2 separate regions of the Mus musculus genome follow, and region 2 is linked to region 1. The links are chromatin contacts, called in public promoter capture Hi-C maps. All regions are on one chromosome and are shown on one strand. The core of a region is the stretch at or near the end of the contact, and the rest is flanking DNA. Distances in the headings are between cores, read along the strand shown.

Region 1 (7,595 bases), core at 3,512-6,011:
CTGTCACTCTGCTTGGAAACCCCATGGTGTAGGAGGCTGGACACAATGCCTGCAGTAGCCAATTCACCTTTTATTAGAAAGGGACACACACACACACACACACACACACACGCACACACACACACACACACACACACAGAGAGAGAGAGAGAGAGAGAGAGAGAGAGAGAGAGAGAGAGAGGTGTACAGTCATACTTGTGTGTTCTTATGAACATGGAGGCCAGAGGACAGCTTTGATTGTAATTCTTCAACTGCATTTAGTTTATTTTCTGTTTTTTGTTTGTTTGTTTGTTTGTTGATATGGGGTCTTTCACTGGCTTAAGACTCTAGAGTCTGCCTCCCTAGAGCTGGGATTCCAAGCTGTTGCGTCCTGCTCTTTATAAGGGGATAGAACTCGGCTCCTCTCCTCCATCTGAGATATCCAGCCTCAGAAGGGGACAATGCCAAGGCCTGATATGTTGCTGTCCTATTTACAGCCAGGTAGACAGGACCTGGAGGCACAAGACACTCTCTGGGTAGACCAGTTTCCTCCGCATCAAAGCAAGCAACTGCACCTACCTACCTTATGAACTGGCTGATGAATTTGGCCCAATGCTGGGTAGATGGAGTCTGAGGCCAGTCTACACAGTGATCTTCCCGTGAAGGTGCAGGTAGGTAAGAGTGAGCTTCTCACCGCTTCATTCCAGGTTAGATGAGGGTTACTCCGTGGGCCTGCTCAGAAAGTGAGCTTTTGGGCTCTGGAGGTGTGCTGGCAAGTCACAGCCCAGCCTCAATGGATCAGGTCTTCCCCAGGACCACCTGCACTGTCCCACAAAGCTCTTTATGTTTTCACGTGCTAGAAGCACCCCATTTCCATGTCTGCTTGCTGGCATGTGACACGGGGCTTCCTGGCACCCCATTTCCATGTCCATGTCAAAGTCCAGACACAGGGCTTTCTGGAGTAAATTTAGCCTTTTAAATGGCTTGTCATTTTTCTGCTTCTCCTTTATTGTGTTGACCTAAAGGTAATTTGAAGTTCCCATGAAGAGCACAGTGGTCTAGCCTGGTATGGTGGTGGAATGTTGTTCACATCTGCCACCCCCTTCTCTAAAGTTCAGACTTTTTACTGTAAACCAATCTACATCACTTGAAGGAACCCGAGCATGGGTCACTGTGTTCGTGTGCCTACACAGTTCCTGTAGGACCATTTACCTAAAAAGTTGGAATTTCTCCATCAAGGTGTGGTTGAAATACAGTCAACGGTCACTCAGCAAGACAGAGTGAGCACAAGACAGAGTGAGCACACATATTACTAGTCTCTCTACTAGGTGAGTGCAGCCCCTGGTCTGGGAGCCACACATGGCTAAAGATAGTTATGAATTTAGTTCAACACAAACTCATAAACTTATTTAAACACTGTAAATTTTTTCCTAATTTGATTGTTTGGAACTTAGTGAACATCCAGTTAAGTTGTCAAAAGTAATACAGGCCTTAGAGCAAACACATACACATGCTCACAAACAAGTGTACACACACACACACACACACACACACACACACACACACACACAAACACATAGTACACACACCCCTTTGGTTTACACCAGTGGTTCTCAACCTTCCTAATGCTGCAACCCTTTAATACAGTTCCTCATGCTGTGTTTATCCCCAACTAGAAAATCATTTTATTGCTATTTCATAACTGTAATTTTGCTACTGTTATGAATCATAATGTAAATATATGATGTATAGGATATCTGATATACAGCCCCTGTGAAAGGGTCATTCTATCCCAAAGGGGTTGTGGCCCACAGATTGAGAACTGCTGGTCTATTCTGTTACCAAAATAATACTGTCTTGATTATGCTAGGCTTCTTGTGAATCTAGAAATCGGTAGTAATTATCTTAGTGTTCCACGGTAGTTAGTTTGCTTGTTTGTTGAGACAGGGTTTTGCTCTATGGCCTAGCCTGACTTCAAACCCTTAATCTTCTTGCCTGAGTCATTCAGCAAGACAGAGTGTCTGAGTCTCCTAAAAGGTAGAATCAGGGGAGTGGGGAGCCAGGCCTGAAGCCCACCTTACTTTAAAAGGTTGTGTTGGCAATTGTAAGCGCTTTGCAACTCTGTATGAATGTAATTATCAAATTAAGGGGGTGGGGGGGAAGACCCTGCTGGTGGCTCAGTCCTGTGTGCATAGATTCAAACATTGCAGCTTTTAAAACTTTCTTCTCTGTCACTGCTCTTCGCTCAAGAAACTATCCAGCCGAGTGTTGACTGTGTGAAATAGGAACACAAAGCAAAGACTTAAGGAAAACCAACCATAAAGGCTTTAATTTTAAATCAATTCTTTGGTAGGCATATAATTTTAACATTTTGCTGAACGAAAAACAAATCTGCATAGTTATGGGATAGGTATGCTTGTCTCTCTTTACAGAGAGCATTAATTCGGGGCTGAAGGTCTGATCTAGCAGGGTGTAAATGCTTTAAAAAAATCTTTGTCATTTTTTAGAGTTGATCAGTATTTTGATTTCAGAATCATCAGTGTTGAGAATTCAGCTCTGTTGAAGGGCAAGCACTTTCACAAAACGGCAAATGTATGTTTAAGACCTCTCCAGAGACTGCTGTAAGTTTGTCCGGATCTCAAGTCAAAAATCATTTCACAATTTTTGGGGGAAGTCAACTCAGCAAGTCAGTTTCTGAAGTCAACTGTTCTGGCATCATTGAATGCAAAGCGAGATTATTCTGGTACTTGCTGGGAGCTGGTGGGAGGCCGCTGAGAGTCTCTGATGCTTCATTTCAAATCACTGTTTCCATAAGAACAGAGACCTCTGCACATACAGTACAAGCAGGTTCATGACAGTTGTGATGAGCCGTTTCATCTGTCAGGGACCAGGTGTAGAGAGTCCCAGTGAGGTATCTCCTGGATCGGGTTAGCCAGGGGGCATGTTTGTGTGTGTGTGGGTGGGGTTTGTCTTGCTTACTTTGATTGATATGGGAAAACCTAGCCCCTTGACTTCCCTATGAGGATGCTCTGTAACCTGGAGCTGTGACATCAAACTCAGGCTGTCAGGGTTGGTGGCAAGCACCTTCACTGGCCAAGCCCTCTCCACAGCCCCGTGCTTCATTTTCAACACTTTTGAATTTGTTGATTCAATGTTATGAAAGGTATATTTGTTTAAAGAAAGATTTAGGAGAAACTAAAATAATTCTTTCCAGTGTAGCCTCCCCCCCCCCCTTTTTTTAAACCACCAAACACACTCATTTCAGATACAGGGACAAAGAATCTTTGATTCTTTAAAAATTCCTCAAAGATGCTAAATGAAGCTAATGTCCTGTTCCGTGTTAAAAGAAGCAAATCTCCGAGTTCTAATTCCTTTTCGCTAGTTTGAAACCTTTGCTGTCTTTCAGACTCATGGTATTTTTTTTTCAAAGTCTTAAATCAGTAACTGTCACTGGACTTGCAGTGATCCTTACTGACCTTTGAACTATGTGAAAGTTCAGTTTTGAGGGCAGATGAGGAAGGAGAGGTCTGGTAGGCTGAAGACCGGCAATCTAGAAACATCCACTATCAAAAACGTAGCCACCTCTGGTGACCTTAATCATAGACAGGCCATAAAGTGTGTCATCAACCGACTTGCAAGTATATATTTATAAAAATTGATATATTTTGAAAGCCATACCGCTTCTCGGCCTTTTGGCTAAGATCAAGTGGGAAAGTCATTTTTATTTATTTTAATTATCATCTCAAGTGCATTTGGTTATTACTATGCTACCCATTTGTTTCAGACAAGAGTCTGACTCAGTGGCTCGGGCTGGCCTAGAAATCAAGCTCTTCCTGCCTCTGCCTCTCCAGTGATGGAACCCGTGTCACCACCAGACCCAGAGAAACAAGAATTTTTAGTGTTCTGTTACCAGTGATGGCTCGGTATAATATACCATCCACAAAGTTCTGCAAACAACAGCTAACAAGGCTTCTGGACATTTGCAAGGAAAAAGGATGCTGTGGATGTAACTCAGCCAAAGACCTCTCCTGAAGACATTGTGTGTGTGTGAGGACACTGTGAAGTGAAATAATATTGAGTGGCATCTACGAGTCTGAAGTCAAGTGTGGGAATGAAGTTCTTTGAAACGCTGTAGAAGAAGATTGCCTGACATGTGCAAGGTCCTGGACTCAATGCCCAGGGCCACAAAACAAACAAGCAGGCAGACACATGGATGGATAAATAGATAGATAGACAGACAGACAAACGTGTTAACATGTCTTCAAAAAGCTTTCTGCTCCTTCTAAAGGTGATTATTTCTGTACACGTACCTGGCATCTGCTGAACTCTGGAAGGGGGTTCAGGCTTCTATTTACTGGGATGTGCCTCTTATTGCATTGGAGAGGTGGTAGAGGAATCCTGCGGAGGGCTGCTATGGAGGCACAGGCATCTAGGAGCTTGCAAAGTACTCCTGCAGGGATAATTGAAACCAGATTCAGAGCAGTGTTTAGTACCAACCCACTGTTCTGGCTCTGACAAAGCCAAAGATGCAGGGAAGGTACTTTTCCTGAGTCTGTATTTGGATACATTCTCTGTTCTTTAGTGAACATTTTGGAAGGCAGTTTCAGCTTCCCAGGGTAAAATTGTCATCTGTGACAAACAGTGATACTCAGCCTTTTCATGAAGAATAGGGTTGACTTCTGCAGAACAACTGAAAATCAAAACAAACTAGGATGTCAGTGAAAATATCTCTCAGGCTGACCTCACACACGGGAGCAGCTTCTAGGGATGGATGCTTCCACTGAGTGGGAACTGTGAACCTCCCCTCTCTCGCCTTGCTGGTGCACTTCCCCCACCCCTGGCCCAGTATGTGAGTGTGTGTGTGCGCAGATGACACATTTGCCACCCAGGAGTGGGGACATGGGCTTGGATCTTTAACATGATGGGTTGGTTAACTCCAGGTTCAGCTGAGAGACCATGCCTCAGGAAACAAGATGGGAAGAGATTGGGGAAGTCATCCAACTTCAGCACAGTCAACACACACACACACACACACAGAGAGGGGGGGGGCTCACATGCCCTCTCTTTCATACACACACACCACTCCCTCTCCTCCATGAGGAATAGGGTATAAGTTTCTACATTTCATCGAGTTATTGGGTACTCACCTCTGATAAACTTTTATACATCTGTTGTTTTGGTTGGTTGGTTGGTTGGTTGTTTTGGTTTCCTGTTAATCTGTTGCTGGTTGATTTCTAACTCCTGTGGCTCAGAATAATGACTCTGAGATTCATCTACCTTGTAAATATCAGTAATGTGTTCCTCTTATTGGCTCAACAGTTGTTCCCAGTGAATGCAGCTTGACAGAAGGGCACAAAGGTAGACTGTTTCCAATGTCATCAATGCAATCAGAACTACAGTGCAGATTCTCATACAATTGTTTTTGCTTGTTTATTTAGATTAGGATTACTGATTGTCATCTAGTCCTCAACATTTTTAAAATTACGTGTGTGTATCTGTGTGTGGGTTTATGCACATGGGCATGGTGTCTGAAACCAGCAGAAGGAGTTGCATACTCCCCTGGAGGCAATTATGAATCTACCCTAGTGGATGCTGGGAATTGAATTCCAGTCCTCTGCAAAATCAACAAGTTCCTGGCATAAAGGTGACATGCACCTGTAATTCCTGAACTGGGGAGGCAGAGGCAGATCTCAGTGAGTTCAAAGCCAGCCTAAATTATAGGGTAAGACTCTATCTGAAGAAAAAGCAGCAAGTGCTCTTAGCCAACTGCAGCCCTAGCTCCGACATCTTTATAACCCTACATGTGCTAGCGGAAAACGGAATCAATCCTTACTTTAAAACAGTATATAGTACACGAAGGGCATTTATTGCAACAAGCCACGAATGAGTTCAGGTCCGTGGCTGTCATTGGGCCACCACACTTGTTACCAGAGGTGACACCACCCCAGTCACACCTCTGCTTCTGTTCCGTGCATTCTGTTGACTAGTGACACAACACAGAGTCTCCAATTAGTCATCTGTCCCTGCTTATTAATGCCATGAATTGTTCAGATTAGAGAAGCATTGTGAGCTTACTATGAAAACTCAAGAATGTGAAAGAAAGACTAAAAAGAAAACAGAAGCCCTTGAAAAAAGACAAAGAACTCATATGATGCTGTGTGACTTTTCCTGGAGAGACATGAAGAAACATTTACTGGCCCCAGATAGGGAACATAACACACACACACACAAACACACACACACCCCACAGAGCACTGTTGGGGGTTGACCTGGTGTTGTGTATGCAAACGCTAAATACTGGCTCCCAAGATCTGTTTGCCCCCTGACTAACAGACCCTCCTGTAGACAAGCAGATCTTCATGTACACCGAGTAATGCTATGTAAATTGCTCTCCAGTTCAAAGCTATTGGCTAAATAAAAGTGGCCATAGTCAATTACTGGGAAGAATAGAGGTAGGCAGAGTTTCAGGTACTGGGCTGGGAGGTCCCCAAGACAGACTGCTGGAGCAGAAGTAACCCGGAAAAGACTCAAACAGCAAGTTCTTGGGGAGAGCATCTAGAAAGTAGACAATCTAGTGTATAGAAAAAGAGATTAGAAGTAATGCCCCAGTAGTTGTGCAAGAGCTGATTAAAAATTTCAAAGGACTCTAACTCGATTATTAGGGGCCTGTCCGGGTCATATTAATAACTAATAGAGTTATTAAATAACTATTAAACTCAATTTACAGGCGCTATAAAAAAAAAAAAAAGAACAGGTTGAGAACAAATCTGCCTTACCAAGTTCTCTTTACTCCTGGGAAACTAGGTAATGTATTTACATTTCAGGACATTTCAGGACATTCCTGTTGCTATGAAGCTCTGGTCAATCCTTACCAAGGAGTCAGAACACCAGGTTCACAAAGCCTTTCCAGTGGGCTTTGACCAGATTGCTTACGTAGGGGGTTGTCATCCAGAAGCCTCTGCCCATGGGCACTGATAGTCAAGTACCGCAGCCTTCCTGACTCAGGTTTCAGGCTCTGTTCGTGCCCTGGGATTTGCTTGTTGCTCTACAAGACATATCCACAGCACCTGGGGCTCCTCCCTCTCCACATTCTCTCATGAACTGACTCAAAGCGAACCCAGATGGCCTTGTGTCTTAGCCTAGCTGTCTACTGACACAGACCCACAAGGGTGTAAAGGCTTGGATCACATGATGGCAGAGACTTGATAAGGTCTAAGACCTGAGTCTGTGGGCCAGACAGCAAGAGAAGCTGATTTTCAGTCCCCACCTAAGTTCAAATGCCTAAGAACCAGAAAGGGTAGTCTCATTCTGAAGGCTGGGAGGTTCAAGTACTGTAGCGCCTTGAGTTCTCATGATAATGTGTTACCCAAAAGACCTGTTTGCAATGTTCTGCAGGTAGGCTAAAGGAAGCCTGCCCCCAGTTGACTCTGATTGGGAAATAAAGTTACCAAGGGCCAATGGCTGGGCAGAGAGACGGACTTGTAGATTTCCTGGACAACTGACAGAAGGAAAGAGGAAGATGCTGAAGATCCGATTTAAAAGCCCGCAGACATGTAAGAATCCGGGAAAGTGGCTCTAGGGGCCACTCCCCCAGTTGGGTCTGGAGTAGCAGAGAT
Region 2 (7,595 bases), core at 1,547-4,046, 53 kb before region 1:
AACCCCAGATATGGAGGTTATATCCCAAGAACACTGGGTGCCCTGTGAACATCTTGCACGTCAGACTTGTCTGTAGAAAGGCATCGAATCGTGGATGCAAGATCTAATTTTGTTTTATATTTGTCTTCCCCTTTGCCTGCTGGTCAGGCTTCTCAAATTCTCCCTGTTCCCGGCAATGACAGGGGACCAACTTACTGCCAAGCTTTCCAGAAAAAGAATGTGGATTTGTGGAAATCACTTCCATCAGGAAGTTAATGATATGTGCAAGCATGAGGTGTCTTGCTGGGGAAGTCCATCCTGGTCACTTCATGTCACATCTAGCCCCACGATAGTGTGTGACTTCTGAATGCACACAGGGGGAAGCTGAGGTTCTTAGTGGCAGAGCCTGGGTAGGCTGGGTGTGAAGGATCTGCCCAGTCCATCCTTCAGGGATGAGGTTTTTATGAGTTGGCCTCTTGTCATAGGTCCCTTAACTAGGAGGTGCTAAGAGCCTCTTGGTTTCTTTACAGCCTAATTGCTTGTAGCTACTGGCATCCCAATACCAGCCTGGGAGCTCGGGTGGAATGTTTAGATAACTCTAAAAGATGGGGGGGAATAGAAGGATTAAGACCCGAGGGTCACAGTCAGCCTGCTGATCACCTCTTCCAAGCACTTGTGCGGAAGAAACAGATCCAAAATTGATCAACATGGAATCGTGAGGGTAGACGTGACGACAGGATTCAAGGAACCCCAACACCACTTCCCAGCTCACACAAACAGCTTGCTCAAGAGTGGCCTTCAGACTTTGATGGAAAAGGAGGGATTCAGCTACCACAAGGGGACCCCGGCGTTTTCAAAATTATGCCACACTCAAAATGTTTATTACTCTTGTAATAGAGATATATACCCACAAACTGTAGGCACTGAGGAAGAAATCTGTGTAACAAAGGATCATGCTTTCTAGAAAAGGGACCAGTCCCTGACTCATGGGAAGCAGGGTATCAGGTCAGTCAGTACGTAAAGCTTTGCAGGAAATGGGAGTTCCTTCATCCAAATATGGTAGAGAACCAGGAGGGTCTCGGTATGGTGTGTGTGTGTGTGTATGTGCATGTGCATGTGCATGCATGTGTGTGTGTGTGTGTTTGTATGTGTGTAGCTGTGTGTGTGTGTGTGTGTGTGTGTGTAAAGAGCAAATGGCTTCGGGGAAATGCTAAGTGGTTATGACGTCAATCTCCCCAAATGCCAGTGGGGGCTTCCTAAGGGCAAGCTCTGATGTATGTGGGCAGACTGACACTGACCAGATGAGAGCATCTGCCAGTCTGCTGATGGAAAGATCTGATGTGAAGGTATATGGCCACACAATACTCCCCCAAGCACTGAGCTCTGCACCCCCTTAAGAAGCTTACAGATCTAGATTCCTCCACAGCTACCCAAACAGAGCGCCTGCGCACAGGCACACACACCACCACCACCACCACCACCACCACCACCACCACCACCACCACCACCACCACCACCACCACCTCAACCAAACAGCCCTGACCACAGCCACAACTTGCCAGGCCTTTACCTGAGGTATGCAACCCCTTGCTCCACTTTCTAGGAATTATATTCTCTTGGCCCTCCCTGTCTGCTTGGTTTTCGTCTATAAAGGATGGAACTTTGAATAGATACATTTTTGTAGGTGGTGATATGCAATACCAGAGACTTCTGGCTGCAGACCTTAGAATGAGTGACTCTGGAGGCTTTGGAGGAGGGGGTGTCAAGAAGAAGAGGTGTTTGTTTAAAGCAAAGGATTCCCTTTAAACAGCTGACGAGAAACCCCCTTTTACATCAAATCTAAGGAACATGGTGTCAGGATTGTTAAAGGCTGGAGAGACAGGGACGCAGAGACCATGTACAGGCACATGGTTAATGGTCACCCTTCCCTTTCTTCTATTTCAGTTAAGAACATATGACACACCAATCTTCTCTCTCATTATCACTTTGCTGGCACCTTGTCTTCTAGCTCCAGGCCTGACACTCCTAATTGCCTAGTTTGAGAAGTGCTAAGAAAACTGGAATTTTGTCACTAATAAAACTTAAAAGAATCATTTGCTTTCTCCCAGAGGGAAAACCCACAGCCGTTCCCAGTGCCCAGGTTTTCTTCTCCTAAGATTGTCTAACTTCTTAATTAGCCAAGTAAAGCAAGAATCTTTCCCTTGGACAGCCTGCTCACTCTGCTCCGAGTTTACAAACACATTTAGAAAGCCCTGGTTGTTATTTAAAGGAACCCTATACCTCTCCACCAGCTCCAACAGGCGGTTATGTCCTGTTCTCCGGGATATGAACAGGAGGGGGTGGCCGAAGCGAGGCACTCGCGAGCCCAAGTCACTCTGGTGCCCCGACTTGGTTGAAATTTTATCCAAAAAGGGGGTTCGGGTGAACCCCCAGGCGCTCAACCCGCGACTCTGGTCTGTGCAACCCCGGGATCCGGTCCCGCCGCTCACCTCGTTCTGCAAGGCGCATCTGGGCTGGTTGCATGCTGCCGTGTCTCAGCTAAGACTCCCGTCTAGGGGCTCCTCCGGAGGTCGCTCGTGGCCTCAGGTTTCTCTCCCGCTAGGCTTGTCCAGCCACCTTGCTCAGCACCCGGACCTTGTCGCCTGCCCCTGAACTTGTTCTCCCAGACTCTGCCCCAGAGAATCCGAAGGCAAACTTTTGCCACTGCCCTCCGGGGCGGGGCCCAAACTCACCCCGCCTCCTGCCGCCCCTAACCCAAGCTTCAGAGCTTCGCGGGCTGGTCCCCAGATACGCCCTGGTTCCCAGCCACGTCCCCGCCTCGGGCTACGTCCCCGCCCAGTCTCTGGATTACTTCTCTGCATCCGCGCTGTCTGGACTCTGGGACTCGGGCTGGGGCTCTTCAACCCTCTGTATCCCTCTGCCCCTATTCCTCTGCCGATCATCTACCCCCACCCCCAAACCTATACTCTGACTCCAAGGTTCTGCGTCTATCCTGCTAATTTTAAGTGCTCCAGAACCCAGCAGCTGCAGATACCTAACCGGGTGCAGAACTGGGCTTGGGTAGATATCTACCTAAGTGTCCAGAAGGATTTGAGCGGATTCTTATTAATACTGTTACTCACCTTGAGGTGACCAGTGTTAACTATACTATCTTTAACCTGAAATCAACCGACTACCAGCTTGAGCTGGTAAGCTAAGCCCCCTGCCCCTTTGGACTCCTGCCCCTGCCCCCATCCCTTTCGGAGCTGAAGGCAGGGACCCCAGCCTCTTGTGCATTTCAGGTCCTGACTCCTGTGTCTTGTCTACCTTAGTTAACTGTACCCAGTCTACTCCTGCGCTCTGGGCAAGCCTCACCGGCCATGTGGGGAGAAATGAGAATCTTTGGGGGGAACCGCAGGCACAATTGTCAGTTACAAAGGAAATGCAAAAGATCTCCAGACCAGCTTGGGGAAGGAGAGGGGAGAGGAAGCAGACCGCAGCTAAATTCCCGAGCAGGCAGGGTTCCAGGTCCCTGCTACCTTTTCTCTGGGGCTTTCTTGCCTACAGAAGATGAATTTACCGCTTTCTTGGGATTCATCTGGCATGTAAAGGCAGCTCTTGGCCGGTCTTGGCCTTCTCTGTTGTCTGGTGAGACGCACAAGCCCTCCGGGTCACAGGAGCCAGGCTGCAGAGCTCCAGCTGCCTTGGCTGCTCAGTAGCAGCGCGATTCTCCTGAGCTCTGGTCCTACTGCCTAGCCTCCCAAATTTGCCTAGTGTCTTGGACACAGCTGGGGAAAGCTAGTTCTCTCCCCAAGTGCAGTGAGAATGGGCGTGTCTCTGTATACTTGACTCCTACAGCATCCAGTTAAAGAAAGCAGAGGTGGCCACAGTTGAAGATGCTTCTGTAGCTGTTTCTGCAGCCACTTCCTGAGGCCAGGGTAACAACAGTTTCTTGGTCGCTATGTCTAACCCCACAAAAAGGCCTGGTGCTCTAGCTGTTTCTCACTGTGTCACCATCACTGCCCCGGCTGCTGGAGGTGTGTTTTATACAGCATCTGTCTCTCCATTCCCCGGGTAAATGGTCCTCTGGATAGAAGAGGGTGACCCTGAGTCTCTCTATGACAGCTCCTCCAGCCTCAGACACCAGACTCCCACAGCCTGAGAGGTACCAGGGCTCTTACTGCTAATGACAGTCTTTCCTAAGAGTGATTCCACCCACAGCATCCCTGTGGTATCCCTGAAACCTGTCTTTCAATGAGGTTTCTTTTCCCTCCAAGTTTCCTAACCAGAAGCAGCCATCTTCCCAGTCCAGGCCTCCTTCTCCCTGTCTTGTTCCTTGTTGTGATGTCTGTTCTGATGGAGGCTCTAGCTCTCACTGCTGTGATGGAGGCCCCTCCCCTGTCTGCTGTGATGGAGACCTTTCTTCTGTGGACCATGCTAGTGACCTTACCCCTCCTGCTGTTCTGTATCTGGGCTTTAAAGCTCAGATACTCAGCTCTCAGTGGGTCTCTAGGTCCATAGAGCCCGCTACAGGCAGATTTCTCCAAATGCATCTTCCCTTGGGTGTTGCTGGCTGATGAGAGAAAAACCAACTCATAACCTCAGCAGGAACAGCAGAACGAGGGGATCCATGTTCTGCAACCATCCCCAGAAAGGACAGAATCAGACAGGTGTGTCAGAAAGTAAAAGTGTGTGAGCTAGCGAGCTGACCAATCACACAGTTCCGGCTAGAAACTAAGAAGCGGTTGGTTTTCCGTGGAGAGGTCAGCAGGTGCCTGATTATGCTTCCTCCCCTGGCCTGAGCCTTGGGGGACTTACATACTTCCTGAACACCATTCTCAGCATGCTTGTGAGAATGTTTGGGTGAGATAAACATCTGTCTGCTGCAGTATATGGCTGGCCAGCGTGCGGAGGCTTTGTCCGATCCCTGTGGGCATGAATAGACAGTTCAGAAGACCGAGGGCCAATCCCGGTAGTTAGAGAGTCCTCCCTGCTGGTTGTCTTTGGCTTACCCACAGCAGTGCATATGGCTTTAGACTTGACTGGGGCATTAACTCCGTAGGGTTTGGTTTATTGCCCCCCCCCACGTGTGAGTCATTCCCTCCCGGAGAGTGTGTTTGTGCTACATGCATGTTCATACATGTTTATGTCCTATTGGGTTGTATTTCTGAAGCACTCTGACATTTGGTATCATGGTTCCAGAGAAAAGGCTGAACTTATTGTAGATAGGCAGCATGGGAGAAAGGAACTCGCTTGAGACAATACTGGGGGCTTGGGTCTTGTGGTCACTCTGCAACTTGACAGACAACCTCAAGCCACTTCCTCTCTGCCGGTACGCACCACTCAGATCTGGGGAGAGATGGCCTTGTATTCGAAGCTGGCCCTGGGCTTGTGGAATGGAGCATGGCCCTGTGTGCCACACGACCCTATTGGGGAGCACGGTGATCCTTTGACTCACTGCCACAGCCTTCACAGGGGAGTTCATTCCGTGACAGCCATCGGCCAACGCCAAGTGACTAAAGTGCCTTGTCCTCATCACCACACTCCTACTCTGTCCTGTAGTCATCCTTGAGGTCAGCCAGGAGTTCCAGGAACTGTTCTTCTCACAGTTTGTGTTTTAGAAAGACGTTGACAGTATTCAGAGACACTCATAGACACGTGTCTGTGTGGTGTGTGCTATGAGAACTCGTGAGATGTGGATTGTGTGCAGCGTTATCTGTAATGAGAAGAGTGTGTGTGTGTGTGTGTGTGTGTGTGTGTGTGTGTGTGCGTGCGCGCGTGCGCAGGTGCTCCCTCTTGTGATATGAGTGTGGTGATTAGTGTGGTATGTGATGTGTGCATCTCAGGAGTGGGTGTGTGTGCATGTGTGAGTGTGCATTTGCACAGTGTGCTTGTATGGTGTTGTATGTGTATGTTTGTGATGTGTGCGGTGTGTAACGTACACGTTTGCATGGTGTTATCTGTAGTGACGTGTGAGTATGTGTATGTAGTGTGATGTATGTGTATGCATGTGTTTATGTGTGATATGGGTATAGTGTGTGGTAAGGTGTGTGATGTGTGTTTATGTGTGTGGTGTTTGTGATACGTGTGAGAGTATGAGGCTATTGTTGGTGTGGACAGCAGCCTTCTCATTCTATTCCGTCTCTCATAATTGAGTTGTTTTAAATGCACCCATGTTAGCTTCATAGTAGAGAAACCCAAACTTGAGGTCTTTATCCTACAGTGACAGCTCGCAGCTGTGTGCCGGCGGCATGTGGGCAGAGCTGTTTGGACTTGGCCTTTGCATTGTAGAATATGATGGAACTTTCCCGTGTCTTTTACTGTGCCGTGTTCTCCCCTCCAGCACCCAGTCAGCCTGCAGCTGTGCCTCCATGGCCTTATGCTGATCTAAAGGACAAGGCAGAGCTGGGCATGTGGCCCAGTGGGTCGAGTGCTTGCCTAGTGTGCACGAGGCCCTAGGTTCCATTTCCAGCACAGTATAAACTGAATATGGCCATGCACAGTGGCAATCCCAGCACTCAAGAGACAGAGAAAAGAGAAAGGGAAGCCATGGTCAGAGCATTGGCCTGCGACGGGGACCTGAGCTGTCTTTGTCACTGTGTGTGATGCCATGCAAGGACCTCTTTAGTTACAGTCCCAGAAGTAGGACAGTTGACTCATAGGCTGGATCTATTTTTAGTTCTTTTTTTTTTCTTTCTTTCGTAGCATCTGTACTTCTTTATATTCCTACCAAAAATGTCTAAGAATTCCTTTTTCCTCCCGGTCTTAGTCACTGTTTTGTTGCTGCAGAGAAACCTCATGACCAACCCTTATGAAGGCAAGCCTTTAACTGAGGGCTGGCCTACAGTTCCAGAGGTTTAGTTCATTGTCACCATGGCAGGGAGCATGGCAGCAGGCATGTCCTTGGAGAAGTCCCTGGAAGCTGCATCCTGATCTGCAGGCAGAGAGGAAGACACCGGGCTTGGCATGGGCTTTTGAAACCTCAAAGCCTATCTCCCATGATGCCCTGCTTCCAACAAGGCCACCCCTCCCCCAAGTCCTTCTAATCCTTTCAAGTAGTGCCACTCCCTGGGGACTAAAGCATTTAAAGATAGGAACCCACAGGGGCCATACTTATTCAAATGGCCAGACCCCATTTTTCCCACTTGCATTTATTGATTCATTTATGTTAATTTTGTGGGGTGTGTGTGTGTGTGTGTGTGTGTGTGTGTGTGTGAAGTGGGGTTGTGAAAAATGTGTGAACATGTGTCCTTATGCATGTAGACACTACTAGGTATCTTCCTCAATCACTCACTATCTTATTTATGGATTTTAAGATATTTTTATTAGTTCTTTGAGGAAATTTATATATTTTGGCCATATTCACCCTCTCCACTCTTCTCAGATCCATCCCCCACCTCCTTACCTCCCCCCCCAATTTCATGTTCTCTTTTAAAAATATTTAATAATCCATTCACCCTAAGTTGTGCTGTCCACAGACTTCTAGATGTGGAGCTAACCACCAGAATCTGGTTGACCTACCAGGAGCCACAGCTTTAACAAAACCGACTCTTCCTCCTTCAGAAGCCACCAACTGCCAATAGCTCCTCAGTTAGGGGCGGGACTTAGGGATCCCTTCTCACTCCTCCCTAGAATGT

Evidence for each region. Promoter capture Hi-C pulls out the DNA fragments that hold promoters and counts their contacts.
Region 2: a promoter capture Hi-C map of cranial neural crest shows a contact between it and region 1. The contact joins the promoter of S1pr3 here to the enhancer-like site in region 1. A contact is called at or near these places in 10 of 39 promoter capture datasets (the 3T3-L1 cell line, cancer-associated fibroblasts, cranial neural crest and 6 more), 15 of 484 Hi-C or Micro-C datasets (the 3T3-L1 cell line, the STO cell line, embryonic fibroblasts and 5 more), 4 of 115 datasets of contacts at active chromatin or transcription factors (craniofacial prominence, embryonic stem cells and large pre-B cells) and 2 of 9 other capture datasets (adipose tissue and embryonic stem cells).

What each region holds. Positions count from the first base shown.
Region 1 is chr13:51,352,542-51,360,136 of GRCm38.p6, reverse strand. Gm46414 (a long non-coding RNA gene) reads right to left here. Exons shown (of 5, transcript XR_001780947.2): 3 at 4,290-4,429. Among named protein-coding and RNA genes, the nearest start is that of S1pr3, 52 kb to the left of the region's middle. Within about 2 kb of position 4,761, at least 10 of the 459 cell types and tissues checked have an H3K27ac peak or open chromatin away from gene starts, as enhancers often do. A contact at or near this core is called in craniofacial prominence and second pharyngeal arch cranial neural crest, where this site is marked.
Region 2 is chr13:51,403,819-51,411,413 of GRCm38.p6, reverse strand. S1pr3 (sphingosine-1-phosphate receptor 3) reads right to left here and starts at 2,796. Exons shown (of 2, transcript NM_010101.4): 1 at 2,469-2,796. The region is part of intron 1 of Gm32834 (a long non-coding RNA gene); the gene reads left to right.